2 separate regions of the Anas platyrhynchos genome follow, and region 2 is linked to region 1. A link is a contact called in public Hi-C data. All regions are on one chromosome and are shown on one strand. The core of a region is the stretch at or near the end of the contact, and the rest is flanking DNA. Distances in the headings are between cores, read along the strand shown.

Region 1 (7,603 bases), core at 1,347-3,846:
ATGCAGGAATAGGAGAGGTCACTTGTTATCAGCATCTGCTTAGTACAGGATCAGAAGCAAACACTTCTGTCGTAGAAGAGATTTCTCTTGGATTTTACAGAGGAAAAGCTAACAGACAGGTATTTTGGCGTAATTTTTGCTCTTTCCTCTTCTGCAGTGTTAGTTCAACTTGAACCACAGTCAGCTCAAAATGAATGCTTGCTAAGTTGTGTTTGAGTACTTAAATTTAGATTCCTGAATGTGTATCTGAAAGCGGTGTCCTCTGCTGGTTTGCTCTCACCTGCTGGCAGAGAAAAGGAGCGAGCACTGAGCTGGGGCTGGAGAGAGTGTTCCTTGCAGGGGGGATTTTCCATGCTATTTTAGCATTTATTAGTCTCCTTCATGTTTTATTTCGCACCCCCAGCCAAGTATGGTTGCTACCTCAGTGTCACAACTACTGTGTTGCCATTGACAGTGCCTCAATGCTTGTAGCTGAGCTGTAAATGCTCTGCTGTCCTGGCTGTGGGTGTAGGGGTAGCCAGACTTGCTGTGTTTGTCCAATCAAGGCCATCTCCAAGTTCAGCAGTGCCTCCCTTGGCCTTTTGTGGCCTTTGGAGGTACAGGAAAGATCAGGTGCAGAGCACAAGTTTGGAGATCTGTGCCTCACCTAAGGAAGGTGGGACTGCAGAGCTGAATGAATTAACTGGGATTTCTGGGAGATGCTGAATTTTGTGTTTTGTCACTGAGGCGTTTCATTTTGAAAGGGTTTTGAAGTTTCAAATCTTCTTCTCCTGCTGTTGCATTGGGCTCATTCTCATTGCTCTCTGACCTTCTTCATTTTTTTTTTTTTTTTTTAGCAGGAGGGTAGAGGTCTACCTGGACATCAGAGTACATAAGGATGTAATTAAAATATTGGCATTCAGGAATTGCAACCCAACCAAGGCAGCACGCTGGTGCTAGATCATAGTTTTGAGCTTCTCTCAAGTAGCATCTTTGGCTTGGTTGACTTGTCCAGTGCTTGCAGATGACTGACTCCTATGCCCAGTGGTAGCAGTAAACAAAAACAACTTTGGCTGAATTTTGTTAGAGTAAAACAATTAGAAAGCAGCTTCTTGAATATGGCATAACTTCATTATTGGTTGAATTCTCAGTGTTTACTCTTTTGAATTTGACTATACTTGAGAGCTGGAATTTTGACTTTGACTTTTCTGCATTGAATGGAAAACTTATCTTCTCCCACAAATATTTAGACAGCTAAACTGTGGGGACGATTTTCAGCTGTTTTATGTTGTTTGTCCACAGCTGTTGCTCTGTGTTTTCCTAGCTTGAATTGACTGGACAGATTTGTAGGGGATGCTAGAAAGGGGTTTTATTTTTTTTTTCCTGCTGTAGACAAACAATTAGTGGAAAACCAAGGCTGGAAGGCTTTCACTTTAAATGGGAAATGCAGAAAGTGGAGAAAAAAGATTGAATTTCTCAAGATCTCAGATAAAACAGCTGCTGCCACCACCTGTTCTGTACCTGAAGACCCAAATTTCTTATAGTTCACTACTTTCTCTTCAGAATTTGGTAGGAGTAACGATATCTGTGTATTTTGTCATCTGACACTTGCATGCATGCACACTAAATATCCACTCCCTCTTCCATGGGTGGTTGCTGTCATCAGGCTGAGAAGAAGCTGGATAAGTTCTGCTCTTTTCTGTCTTTATGATGTTTGGCTTGTGAGTAAATTGAGGGAAAGGATCTTAGTGGTTTCAATAGCTCTCCAAGTACTCACCTTACATACTCACTGCCTGCCAAGCTTCAAATTAACCGATAGGCTACCTGCTGAACAGCAGTTTAACTGTGGCTCCTCTTAACACAGCTTTCTAAATGGGTAAATATTTTCCTGAATGTGTTGCTAAGGCTATCAGTCCATAATTGACTTAAAGATTTAAAGCAAGTCTCTTGCTGACACTGTGTTTATTGTTTGGAATGCCAGATTAATTACAGCATGTATTGCAGGCTCTGTGTTATGAGCTGCATCTGCTTTTTGTTAACTTTCTCCATAAATGAGAAACTGTCAGTGCAAACTGTTTCTCATATTTTGAAGAAAAATCCTCAAACCCTGTAATTGTGTACTTTAAAAATTAAAGAGCAGTTGTGTTTAGATCACAAGTTCGTTTATTTCTTTTGTTTCTGGAGGAGCTGACCCAGGCATAAATGACTCCTCCCTGTTTTGCAATAAATAAATGAACAGAAGAGACTGTCCCAGGCCATGCAAAACATGGCCATGGGAGTTCATGTCAATTCTCTTCGATCAGAGGAGTTTGACACGTACAAATCCACAGCATCCCTTGAGCCAGCAGCTGGCAGCAGATAGTTCATTTACTGGAGCTATTTATACAAGCCTCCAGCTTGCTGCCACTTCAGAAAGCAGACAGATCAATTAATGCTCCCTGCTTTGTGTGCAGTGTAGGTGACAACTGAGAAACCTTTCAAAGAAAATCACATTTGCTGGCGTCTTTTATCTTGTTTGTGGTGAAATTGTTGGGTCTTCCACGCTCAGTGCTTATCCTGTATCTTATACTGCTTCTACACAAAAATGTGAAATCATGAACTAGCATTGGCTCAGAGAAACATACAGTACTTTCTGGTCACGTTTATGATCTATGAAAACAATCTCTAAGCAGTGAGCGAGGCAGCAGGTGGGAATGTGTCCTTTTTTTTTATATATATATTTAAAAAAAAAAAAAAAAAGAAGCCCAGGAACTTTAAGTAAATCTATAGAAAAGTTATTTGAACTGTGGTTATTTCTGTATGAAGAGCAGGAACAATGTTTTAGGCTAACAAGGTTTTAGGCTAACAAGGTTTTAGGCTTTCCTGGTTTTGCTTGGGGTTTGTTGTGTGTTCTGGTGCAGAACAGCAACTTGCTTATACTTGGGAGATAAGGCAGAGCCAAAATACAAGCACAGTTGTGTTATGAAGGGAATTATCAAGGGCCTTAATGTCCAGTAAGAGTGCTTGGCTGTAACTGTAGTAAAACTAAAATTTTAAGCCCTGGAATGTGGTAATACAAACTCATGTTATTGTAATTAAATTACTCAGGGATACAGATTTGTCACAATTTTTCAGCTAACATTGGCATTAGCTTATGTGTTGTTCTTGGATTTATTTTATTTTTTTTAGGCTTTTCCTGCCTTTAGCAGGTACCTGGCAATGTGCTCTATTCTGTATACTTGTAAACCAGAGACTGACTGGTCTTCTCTGTGACCCCATCATATTATTTAAACTCAGATTTGGGGCAAGCAGAGATAAGAGCAGTTTTGCTGAATTTGACATTGCATGGGTGCTCAACAGGAGACTAATTTTTTAGGTGAGTTTTGCAATTGGGCTAATGCCGGAGACAGAAGGACAGAAGAGATGCAGAGCAAGTTCACTGGAACAGCTCAGGTCTGGTTGGCTGATTTAAAAGCTAAGACTTGACATTTGCTTCAGGTAATTTTGTTAGGCAAAGCCTGGAAAAATTACCCTCAGAGAAACAGCGTGAGAAGCGTATTGTTTGCTTGCTATGAACCCAGTATTTAAAAATGTAATATGTAGCAATAATTTAACTTTATGCATTGGAAATAAAATGATTGCCACCTTACAATTTTGTAAAAGGATTAAGGAGATGTTTCTTCCTTAGCATCTAGATAGATTGTAAGCAATGTAGTTTGTATCTGGTAGACAAGTAGGTGAAATTTGGGCACTGAACATATTCTGTTTGAACTTCAGTTTGTTTTTATGAGTCTACTAAAACATCAAATCAGTATTAGACAGTGGACTGTTAGACAGGAGCTTTAGGTTGTCAGGGATGTAAGAATCCCCTGCACTGTGCTACTGCTATTCTGTGCTGTGTGTGCTCTGTGCACCAATGCAGTGTGGGCAGGTGATATTGGCACAACACACACTAGGATTTATGAGCAATAAACCATTGACATTTTTTAAAAACACAGTCACTTTTCTCCCCCATAGTAAAAGTTGCTTACAAACTGTCTCCAGCATTAGCTCATCAGCACACGTCTCTGTTTTCCTGCTCTCACAGAGGCTGTTTGCTGACCCCACTGGAGTGCCCTGCTCCTCTGTGGGATGCTGCATCTTGTCACTGTGCTCATTGCACTCCAGATTGCTACTGGGCAGCTGTTGGAGTGCTCCCTGGTGTGTGTTGATCTGTGTTTGGGTTGGGGTGGGAGGCTGGGGTACTCTTTGGAAGGCCAATGCGCTCATAATGCATGACCTGACTGTGTCTTACTGCAACTTGAAATATGAATCATTTCCGTGTACTTTTTGTAGCTGCTGCTACTTAGCTCTCAAGAAGATGGTTCAAATGTTTTTTCTGTGTTGGCCTTGGCATTGCTCTCATTAATGAGAGGGTGGGAAGATCCCTACCATGTTCTTCAGAAACACAGATGAAAGAAGAACCTTTAAATGACTTAATCCAGGAAAGGGAGACTTGTGCTTTTTGCACTGTGGAAATATCATACTAACAGAAGTGATAGAGTATTTATAATAGTAATCAAACATGGTACCTTTAACTATCTTTGGCTTCAGTCACCAAGTGCCCCATGCAGTGTCAAGAACCAGCTCACTCCATCTTTCAGATACACTTTTATTTTATGTAGATTCTCAGAAGGAAAGTTCTGTTTGTCCTGTTCACACAGATATAACCAGTGCAGTACTCTTTGCTGGAAGGCTGGCTGCATCCTCCTGTTCCAACCACAAAATTAATGTAATGCCGTATCCCAATGGTTGTGTAAGACACACGGCACACAGTGGAATGCAGTCAGCTAGAGCCATAAGGCATTAAAAGGAGCAGCAGTAACCAGCAGGCATAAAGATGCAAAGTAAATGTAGTTGGATTTGGGTGTGGGAGAATTTGCAAAGCAGGTTGAGCCTGAGGCTAGCATTTAGGCTGACAAGTGAGGTGTTACAATGTTTTTTCCCTTCTATTTAGCAAAGCATGGCCACCATTACTGGCTTTTTTGTGAGTATGTGTGTATACAATCTAAAATGATTTCCAGGCTTATACATCAGAATTGTTACCTTGAATTTGACCATATGTGCAGTGAAAATATAATGGTGGTGTCTTTCATAATATTAAGTTTGAGATGACTTTAATTCCTTTTTTTTCCTCCCTTTATTTCTTATTTTCTTTCCCATGCATTGTGGTTCTGCATTTGTGCTTTGAGATACAATGGCAACAGACATTTAAGTAGTGAGCCATGAATTCATCGGTTCCATGCTGAAAAAATAAGGCATAACAGACTTGTGTCCTGCTGAGAAACTGCCTTGCTTCAGCTAGCTTTTCAGGGGAAAGGCTGAAAATCAACTAACTGTCCAAGAAGTGTCAGTATTGATGGCGTGGGCTGAACGCATTTACAGAATGTCCCTAAAAATTATGTCTATAAAAAGTAGAATAAGGAATTTAATGTTAAGAAAAGTGCTCAGAGATGAAAATTGTGTGTCTGAAATGGAACTCTCCAGGTGACTACAATTAATTCATTCTTATTTCTTCTTTTCAGGTCTTCTTCTCCACCTTGGCCTTCCCCTTCTCCCTTCAAATCCAGTCACTTTTCTGTTCAATTTGTCATATGTTCTGTTACCTCTCCCTTGTCTTGCCTCTTTGCTTGTGCTTTAAGAGAAGTCTTTTCAACTTCATTTCCTCTGTCACTGGATCCGAATCCAGTCATCAATAGGTTTTCTCCAAATATAATAAATTGTACAGGTAATCTTTTTTAAGCTTATCTGATATTTCTGGCTGAGTGTCATTTAATTCTAAGCTTTCTGAACTTTAATTTCTGGTTTTCTGTGGTGACATTTCAAGGCTGCTAGGAGATCTGAATGTAGGATTCAGCTATGATTTGATGCAGAAGTGCACCTGACTTTGTTTTTTCTTTTTATTTGTAATGTTACATCAAACAGCTTTTATTTGAAGTAGGCTTCTGGAGTTTTTAAAGTTCTCTTTTAAACTACCATATATAATGCATATTATGGAGTCTGATAAGCAAGATGCTCTCACCTCTACCAGTAGTTGCACAGTGTTTCTTCAATCCATTGTTTGGAGGGGAGTGAGGGGGTGTTGTGTCAGCATTGCTTTACCCAGCCCCTGCTTCAAGAATCTGCAGTCAGGTGGACCCACCCATGCGTATATGTGTATCCATGTATTTTTATAAATGCTGGAGGGAAGTAAGGTGGGGATAGTAGACTTCACCATTATACAGTTGTTATAGTGCAGGACTGACTGACAGGCAATGCTCTGATATCTAATGCTCTTCAGGTGATTGAACAACCACAACTGAACTGCAAAAGTTGTGGCAGTGCCACAAATACTCAGTTTTTGTTCACTTTCCTTGTTATACTCCAAGTAGAACAGAAATTCTAAAGAAGGTTTGGAGTTAAATGCTTGGAAGAGGGAAAGTTAAGAGTCAAAAAGATCTGAGAAGAAAAAGCTTTTCAAACACATGCATGGATATAGGCATTGGTTCTAGCTCTTCACAAGGACATTTCATAATCAGCTGTTCCTCCACAACAAATAGATCCCCCAGAATGCTCAGAGCCTCAGGATATGTCTGCTCTGAAGACACTGTTAATTGCTTGCAGCCCATGTTGAGTTTTGCGGTGCTTTGGCTGGGCTTTTGATGATGCCCAAGTTAGCCAGCTGAAATCTTTTTCAGATATGACAAGGCTGCAGGCTGACTTCAACTACAGGGGGCGGAAACCAAACTAAACCAGAAGAAGCCCAACCTTGTGGCATTAAGCAATACATCTGAGGGTACAGGGAAGTCTGCACCAGGCAATGACCCCTGCGTTTTCCCTCAGTGTATCAGTAGCTTTATTTCTTCTGTGGTTTAGATACTGGCAGGTAAGTGAATACACTGGAAGTGTGAGAAGTTATCTAAACTGATCAGCCAACAGCAAGAAGTGCCCAAATGACAAATTTCCTTTCTCACTCCACTGAATTCATTTGCATATGCCCTTAATCACGAGCATTTGCTGCATGCTTTTTGCCTTAATGCTGCTCTCCATGGGAATAGATTGAGCCTGTTTCAAGTCTATTTTAGCTATTGACATGAATTCATCTTGTTCAGTCAGTGAATATTCACTCTAACCACATACACGGTATTTCCCAATTTATTTAAAAGCATTAAATAAATATTTTTCAATTTAAGTATCCTTTTTTCTATACTAATAATAAGTTCTACTTGACCTTTTTTGATTAATTCTGTGGTTTCTAGACCTGTTTCATCTTGTTGCTGTAGTGTAAATGTGCTCTTTCTTTTGAGAACACACCAACTTTCATGTTTGTTTGAGTTTCTCTTTTTTCCTTTCATACAGTTTGAATTTTTGCTAGTACGTTCTGGGCTGCTACTTTGATACCTGGCATTTTTAAGAAGTTCTCTTAAATCTGTATTTTTTTTCTTCAAATGGCTCAGATTCAGTAATACATATGGACTATTCAGATCCTAATCAGCTGCTTACTGTGAATGACTGTCATCTGCCCTCCTGTTGCCCAGTTGCCTAGCTAATTTTAGAATAGTGGAGTTTCTGTAACTTAAGTCTGTTCATCCTGTAAACAAGCTAGATGCATAGTTGTGGTCTGAAG
Region 2 (7,603 bases), core at 3,384-5,883, 65 kb before region 1:
CGTAACAGGTAACTTAATAACAGGATGTATACATAGCCAGTATAGATCTGACAGGAATAAATCATAGGGGACTAATATGCTACTATAATAGACTAGAGAAGTCTGCAGATGGGAGAGTAGCAGCAAAGGCCATACTTCAGAATTTGCACAGAGTTTAAACCCTGTTTCCTGTAATATTCCCCTACAGTATAGCTAAAACTGACATAAAACTGACATAAAAATGTGTGAATAAACCTCTCCATGTAGGATTGTTATCACTGTTTCACTGCCAAAATAGAAAGGTGTATAAAATAGAGGACTGCAATGTTATCTTCTGGGCCTGTATCTGTTCAGTGTTTTGCTGATGACCTGGGTGAGGAAACCAAGAGTATGCTTCTTAGAGGCATAAAAAATAAAACTGCAGAAGTATAATATTGGCACAAACAGATGTAAATAACAGGGAAAACAGTCTTTAAAAAAAAAACAAAAAAAAAAAACAAAAACAGGATGAAATTCAATAGGGACAAACCCAGGAGACCAGTAATCATCACAAATGCACACTGAGGAACAATTAGAGTTGGTTGTTTGTGTTTTGTTTTGTTTTGTTTTGTTTTGGTGTTTTTTTTTCAGAAAAGTACCTAGGGATTATAGTACATCAGTATAAGCCAACAATGTCATGCTGCAGAGACAGGATAAACATGATGCAGAGATGAGTAAGTAGGCATGAAACACATGATAAGATCATGTAGCTGTGTTCAGCACTGGTGAGGCCTCAGCTGGTACACTCTCTCCGGTTTTGTGCTTTGTATTTCAAAAAGTCTGTAGACTACTGTGGAAAGAGCTTGTTGCAGAGTAACAATAAAAAACACCTCTGAGAATGGGCTGAGACTTACGAGTGACTAGCTAACAGAAGAGAACACCGAAGGCATGATCAATGCTTGATAAACTTCTTGACAAGCACCGAAGGCTGATACAGAGAACAAATAATCCATTCACCATGTCTGCTGTGGACACGACAAGAATTAACAGCTTTAAATAGCAGGAAGAAAAATTCTACTTATTACGGGGAAAATACTTGTTGATGGTAAACGAAGATAGGAATTTCTTAGAGAGGTCACGGAGACCTCTTAACAATTAGAAATTGTTAAGCAGTGGATATACCTATATCTGTCATGAATGAAGTGAGCATAATTAGGAGATGGACTAGATGACCTTTTTGAGATTTCTTTCAATCTCTTTTTTATAGTTGCACTATTAAGTATGATTAGAAAGATGTTTCAGAATCTCTCTACTCTTTTGGTTAGAAAAAGAATTTATGTCAGGAATTTGTAGAAGTAGAAAAGTTTTTATAATGGCTGTGGAGGACCTTTTATTTATTTGCTGGTGTGTCTTAAGTATACAGTATGTTAGTGCAGAGTAGGTTGCATTATATTAATCTGAGAAATTGAAGTTAATGGGCCCAGCTTGGGGAATATGGCAAAATATAATGAAAAGTCAAACCTTATGGGCTGTTACTTCTGCAAAGGAGACCAATGCTATAAATAAAGCATTTCAAAATGCCTCCAGCATTAATTTTCACCAGTAATAAACCTCTCCTAAATTACTGAAACCAAAGTCAGCATTCTTCCTAGCAAAGCACTTCTAGATACCACAGATCACTTAAAGATCGTGTATGCCTCCTTTTCTTTCCCCACCCTCACTTCGTAGCTTTGTAAGCCAGTCTTTTTCATGCACAGCTCCCACCTCAAAAAAAAATACAGATAATGGCACTTTGCTTCACAGTTGTGCCATGAAGTAAGTAAATAAATTCAAGATTGCAAGGTCTGGAATACAGACCGTGCTGTATTGATGATAAATGTTTCATACCACTCTTCCATTTATAGGTAATCTCTGCATCTTGGGCTTGCAGAGTAGAGACAGCCAGCTGTCAGCTTCATCCTTTGGCAGCAACCAAAGGTCTTGTAACTCTCACTTCTCTTCCTTCTCCATAGGAGAGGTCCTATACAGCTCTAAATGTGGGGGTTCCATGCAGTCCCAAAGAGATGTGATTGATTAGAATAGATAAACTGGTTCATGTTTTTAAACTCACAGAAGCTGTTCTGCACAGATGGATACTATCCAAGAGACTTTACATACCGTTTGAGTGTGAGAAAAAAACACTTTTCTGTTCAGTTAGGCTTTTTCTGAGTTTTGCAAATATTACATGTGTGTGAGGTGAGGAAAAGAGAACAGGATGAAAAAAGAGGGAGAGAACGTAGCAAAATAGACCTGGTATGCCAAAATGAGAAAGATCCTGTTATTCTTTTCTTTGATCAAGCCACTGGCCACAGAAAAATGGCCAAAAGAAGTTACATATGCCAAAGTCAACTCCAGCTTATGTTCCTTATAGCCATTTGATCTTTTATCTGCCAACTTCCTCCCATTTTCCCCAATTGTGTCCACATTTAATATTATTTTAGCCATTAAAATGTGGTTTCTACTTAGTTTAAGACTTCTGTGCAACAAACGTTTTATTCTTCCACTGCAATATAGTAGAGAAATAAAATGCCATTTATGCAATACAAATGATACTCTATTGAACATATACCACCAATAAAAACTCCTAATCACTAAAACTGTTTCTTTTTTGGACATTTATATGGATTTAGATAGGCTTAATTTCATTTTTGGTCTAAAACCGCTCCATGAAAGGGTTATTTCTAATTAATAAAAACTGAACTGTGTACATCATTATTTTTCAAGAGATCTTTGATTTATTATATTGTTTACATTGTTGCTGAAAAAATACTGCTGAGTTTGACCATAGCTAATTTAGGAGAAAGAAGGTTTCTGTGGCTGTATTGTAGGAATTGATAAAATGCAAGGAAAGGGACCTCCTACACTGAGAATCTCTGACTGTAAATCTAACTAGTTTATGAGTGGAAAATACCCAGATAATTGTTCTGCTTGGAGGTGCTAAGCACCTGTAGCAGCTGTGGATTGTAATTGGCCTTGTTGACACTCATAACTTCCGAACATTTGGATTGTATAACTCACAGGTCCTGGCATCTAGAAGACAGACAAGTCCAGCTGATGCTGATCTAGGAGCAAAGCAGCAGAATTCTCTGGACATCAACCTGGTTTGATATGGACCATCTTCACTTTCCCATCTGAAAAAAAAAAAAAAAAAAAAAGGAGGAGGGGGGTTGATTGATAACTAAACTTCTGAACTGGGAAGAAAAGCACTGTCCCACTTTCAGTCTTCCCTCAGACTGCCTACCACACCTTAAGTATCATCGTGCTACAAGCGAACTATTATGAAGAGAAATAGAGATCACGTTATTTTAAAGACCTATATTAATGTTTTGTGCTATTGTTGTTGGCTTTGGCTGTTTTAATTCCCATGGTCATGAGAAGTACCAGAGGATCTTGTGAGAAGTATGCTGCCTGCAAGCCACTGGCTAGGATTCCCAGAGGGTGTGAGACCTCCAAGAGAATTAAATGCTACAGCTGAATACTCGGGGTTTCCAGTAAGACTGCCTCCCCGTGTGCATGTAACGTTCAGTAAAAATGAAACCATAGGTGGTGTAGAAATCACAATCATGGTGTTAAGTGGGAAATGTGCAAATGACTCAGTGAGCCAAAATGCAAACCTCTGTAAAAATAACTGCATCTTACAACAAGACGTAGAGTGGCTCCCATCTACCTGGAGCATCAGCAAAGCTCCTGAGGAATTTTGGTATTGTCCTTCAGGCTGACGTTAACTCTGAGGTGAGTAACCATCACCTGAGTCCGCTGAAATTTTTCCAGTGCTTTCTGGTATGCGTTCAGCAGCACACTTTGGCCACCAGGAGCCATTTGGCATCACAACCAGTGCCAGGTCTTCTGTGGATGCTTCCTTTACACCAATACGTGCTTTGGGGCTTCAGCTGTTTGTTCAGTGATGCGAACTACCCTGTGGTAAAAACTAACGCTTCATGACAAGTCCACCGTTAGGCCAGCCCTGGGACTCCTGCGGGTAGGTTAACACAATTATGCCCCAAGGTCAGGGATTTGTAACATTTTTCCTCAGAGGATGCCAAAACGTGAGGTAATTTCTCTTTGTGAGCCTCAGTACCGAAAAGCCACGAAGGCGAAAGCTGTCACCGCGTGGAGATGTGGCAGCCCTGCAGGACGGGTGCCATTTCCAACACACGCTGACCAAAACACGCCGCTTCAAACGAAACAAAGGTGTGTTTGTGCCCGCTGCACACACAGACGTGGCGGCTTTGTGTGTGTGCGTGTGTGGGGGATGTTAATCAGGGCTAATTTTCAGGATGGCGACCCCAGGGCGCCCTTTCCTTCCCCCAGCACCCCGAGGGCGGGCAGCGCGGCCCCTCCGCCCAGGGGCCGCTCACCTCACGGCCGGGGGGCGGCCTCGGGGCGGGCAGGGCGGCGGCGGATGGCCCGGAGCCCCTCACAGGCGGCCCGGGCCCGCCACGGGGACCGCGACCGGCCCCGCTCCCGCCGGGCCGCCGCCACCACCGCCTGCGCGGCGCTCGGGGGCGGCATCTCCCCTCGCGGCCCGGCCCTCCCCTCCGCCCCCTCCTCCCGGGCCGCGGCCGGGGATATCCCCGGCCCCTCCCCGGCGGGCCGGCGGCGGCCCCATGGAGGCGGGGATGCTGTGCGGGCTGCGGGCGGGCTGGGGGCGCCGCCGAGCCGCGGACGCCGCCGGCCCGGGGCCGCGCACACTCGGCGGGGAGCCGGAGGCAGAGGCGGGCGCGGGCGGCGGCGCCGGGGCCGGGACTCTGGCAGGCGGCGGCGGCTGGGATGAGGCGGGGGGGCGGCTGTGGGGGCAGATAGCGTCCCGCGGGGAGGCGGCCGAGTGGGGCTCGGAGCGGCGGCGGGGGTCGCCCGGCAGCGCCATGGCGGCGCAGTGCGACCCGCTGAGCGGGTACCTGCAGCAGCCGCTCTCCGACCCGGGCTCCAACAGCGAGCGCAGCACCGACTCGCCCGTGCCCGGCTCCGAGGAGGACTCGGCCGGCCCGCCGCGGCCCCTGCACAGCCCGGAGTGGGGCGAGGAGCGATTCCGGGTGGACAGGAAGAAACTGGAGGCCATGCTCCAAGGTGAGGGCGGGGAGAGGCAACGGGGGGCGCGGGGCCGCGGGGCGAGCTGCCCCCGGAGCCCAGTGCAGCCGGGCGGCCGCTGCCGGCCCCGGCGGGGTGCTGCGGGCTGGCCGCTCTCTAGGAACGGCCCCAGGAGGCCGCCGTGCCGGGGAGCATCCCCTGGCCGCGGGGCCGGCGGCGCTCGGGTTTGCAGCGCGCTTGACTTTTCTTTCCCCCCTTCTCGAGGCCGTGTGCTTTGCCGCGGTCATTCCTGAAGCGTCTGCCCCCGGGGAGGACTGCGCGGGCCGCTTCGGGCGAGCAGCGTGGGGACGGCGCCGAGCGGGTCAGCCTGCGGGCGGCAGGGGCGAGCTGTGGTACCTCGGCGCTGCGGGGAGTGTCAAAGCAGAGCCAAACCCTGAGAAACATGTCGCGATCTCTCACGTGGAGGGGGCTTCTTTGGGCGGCTGGGAGCTGTGAGTACCTGGCTCTGCCCTGCCAGGGAGGGAGGGCTGCCCGAGCGCCCCGAGGGGCGAGGTGGCTGCGGCCGCTGGAATCTCTTGAAATGAGATTCTGTCTCCTGGGGGCGGGTTAATCTGTAATCAGCTAACATGAGGAACTGGTAGAGAAACCTCGTTATGTAATGCAAGTAAAGAGTGAGGACTTCTGAGAAAATCCAGTCATAAGCAGGAGCCGCTTATGAGGATGCGCTCATCAGGAGCCTCTCAGACTGTGAGGCGCATGGGTATTGAGAAGGAAAAGTGCTTGTGTGTATGGAGAGGCAGGGAAAAGGCTCCAAAGTTACAAAGTGCTGTGAGAAGACTGACGGTTGCCTTAACATTTTCCTCTACTAGTGAAATAAATTTCCATTTTCTCATCCCGCACACAGCCTGTCTTTCTGCTGCCAGAGGCAGCGTGTGAGGGTAAGCAGGGCAAGCAGGGCTCCTGAGGAGAACCCACAGCCGGTGTAGGTGGGGGCGTCCAGTAGGAGCCCGTGGCAAATGGGGCACTCCTTGCTTGCTCCTGTTTTTGTTTGTTTTTCATCTCCTCGTAAGAGGTGAGTAAGTCTGACAGCACGCTGAGTAAGTGCGGGCTGAATGCTGCATGTCTTTGGGGGATATGCTCTGTGTCCATCTCAGACATACACGCTTCAGAAGGTGGTTTTGTTGCATCTCTTTGCTTTTTTGTGTGTGAAGGAAAGCACGTGTTGAATGCAGTATCATCTGATTCATTGATTTAGTGTGAAAACCTAACCTTTCTGGCTTATTGGTAATGCAAAAAAAAACAGATGTATTAGGAAATATAAAGGAGGCAAAGAATAGTTTGTTCTGTCAGAAAAAGCTGAACTGTCTGTTAAACATTTGCTTTCAGTCTTTCTCTTGCTACTATACATGTTTTTTTTACCTTATGTCTTGATTTCCTTACGAGGTAGGTTTTACTTCTTTTTTTGTGGAGGAATACATGAAGTACTGAGCAAGGTTGCCAGTGTGTCACACGGGACGTTGTGAAGCCAGGTCTGTAAATGGCACCCAGAGGTTGCAAGTCAGTCATGTTACTGATTACAAGCCAAAGTTGATTTCTTTTTTTGCGCTTTTTTTTTTTTTTGTAGCCGTCTTTTGGAAGCATAGACTTTGACTCACCCCTAGGAGGAAAGGAATGGTGGAAGAGAATCTGTATGCGATCTTCAAAAGTTGAGGAACTTTCATTGGACAACTCATAGGGTCATGTTTCCTAATGTTTCTCGTTCTGTATTTATCACTGGAAGGTCTCGATGTGAAGAAATGACACTGCAGAAGGGAGTCATCTTTGTGGTCTTAAGTGGTGATGGCCAGATTTCTGATTACCAACAGTTAACCAATTATTTACTTTTTTAAATCTGAGCTGGTGTAAATATAGCTTCTTGCTCATATTGGATTGTTAAAGTCTACTCTTCTGTTTTAACCAGCTCTTAGAGAACAGGTTTATGCTTATGAAAGTTACTTCTTAAACTATCTTAAAATATATGGCTTGTTCAGGTGTTCACAGTAGCTTTTATGTTATATGAATGTGCAAATACAACATCCTGAGTTAAGTTGTCACTAAAGCCAAGTTTTAAACAGCATCTATTGAAGAAATCTGTCAGGAAATGTCCTACTTGCTCAGGGAACCCTTGGTCATTTTCTTTTTTTTTTTTTTTGCTAGTTACTATCTGCTGTTCACTATATTAATGAAGAAATATACAAAGGGATCAACAGTAGAAAGAAATTGAAGAAGCTTGCTCCTAGGCTTTGTGGTTCTGCTGTATATTGAATTCTATTATTGCCTTACTAAATTTTATACCTATTTCTGCCATGATTCTTACTCATCTTTTCTGCACTTGATATTTTATGCATAGTTTCTCAAGGGACAATGCAGGCTTCTGCAAAGCTCACCTGGCGTAGCAGACGTTTTATCTAGCTCATGGGTGGGACTGGGACTTGGGTGCTGTAATGCGGTACACACAGTCCACAGATGGAGCAAGTGCAGTGACATGGCAAATGCAGCTCTTTTTAGAAAAAGTACTGATGTGGCCCTTCTGCTACCA

The links. A called contact is a pair of places that touch in the nucleus more often than the background predicts.
Region 2: a contact with region 1 is called in a Hi-C map of F5 follicle, with 2.4 times the contacts expected there. The contact joins the promoter of BICC1 here to the enhancer-like site in region 1. A contact is called at or near these places in 2 of 8 Hi-C or Micro-C datasets (F1 follicle and F5 follicle).

Annotation. Positions count from the first base shown.
Region 1 is chr6:11,042,229-11,049,831 of IASCAAS_PekinDuck_T2T, reverse strand. All of the region lies in intron 3 of BICC1 (BicC family RNA binding protein 1), which reads left to right. Among named protein-coding and RNA genes, the nearest start is that of PHYHIPL, 43 kb to the right of the region's middle. Within about 2 kb of position 2,596, at least 5 of the 8 cell types and tissues checked have an H3K27ac peak or open chromatin away from gene starts, as enhancers often do. A contact at or near this core is called in F1 follicle and F5 follicle, where this site is marked.
Region 2 is chr6:11,109,536-11,117,138 of IASCAAS_PekinDuck_T2T, reverse strand. BICC1 (BicC family RNA binding protein 1) reads left to right here and starts at 4,633. Exons shown (of 20, transcript XM_027463240.3): 1 at 4,633-5,064. The coding sequence starts at 4,863. LOC110353920 (a long non-coding RNA gene) reads right to left here and starts at 4,345. Exons shown (of 5, transcript XR_011810338.1): 1 at 3,665-4,345; 2 at 3,016-3,128.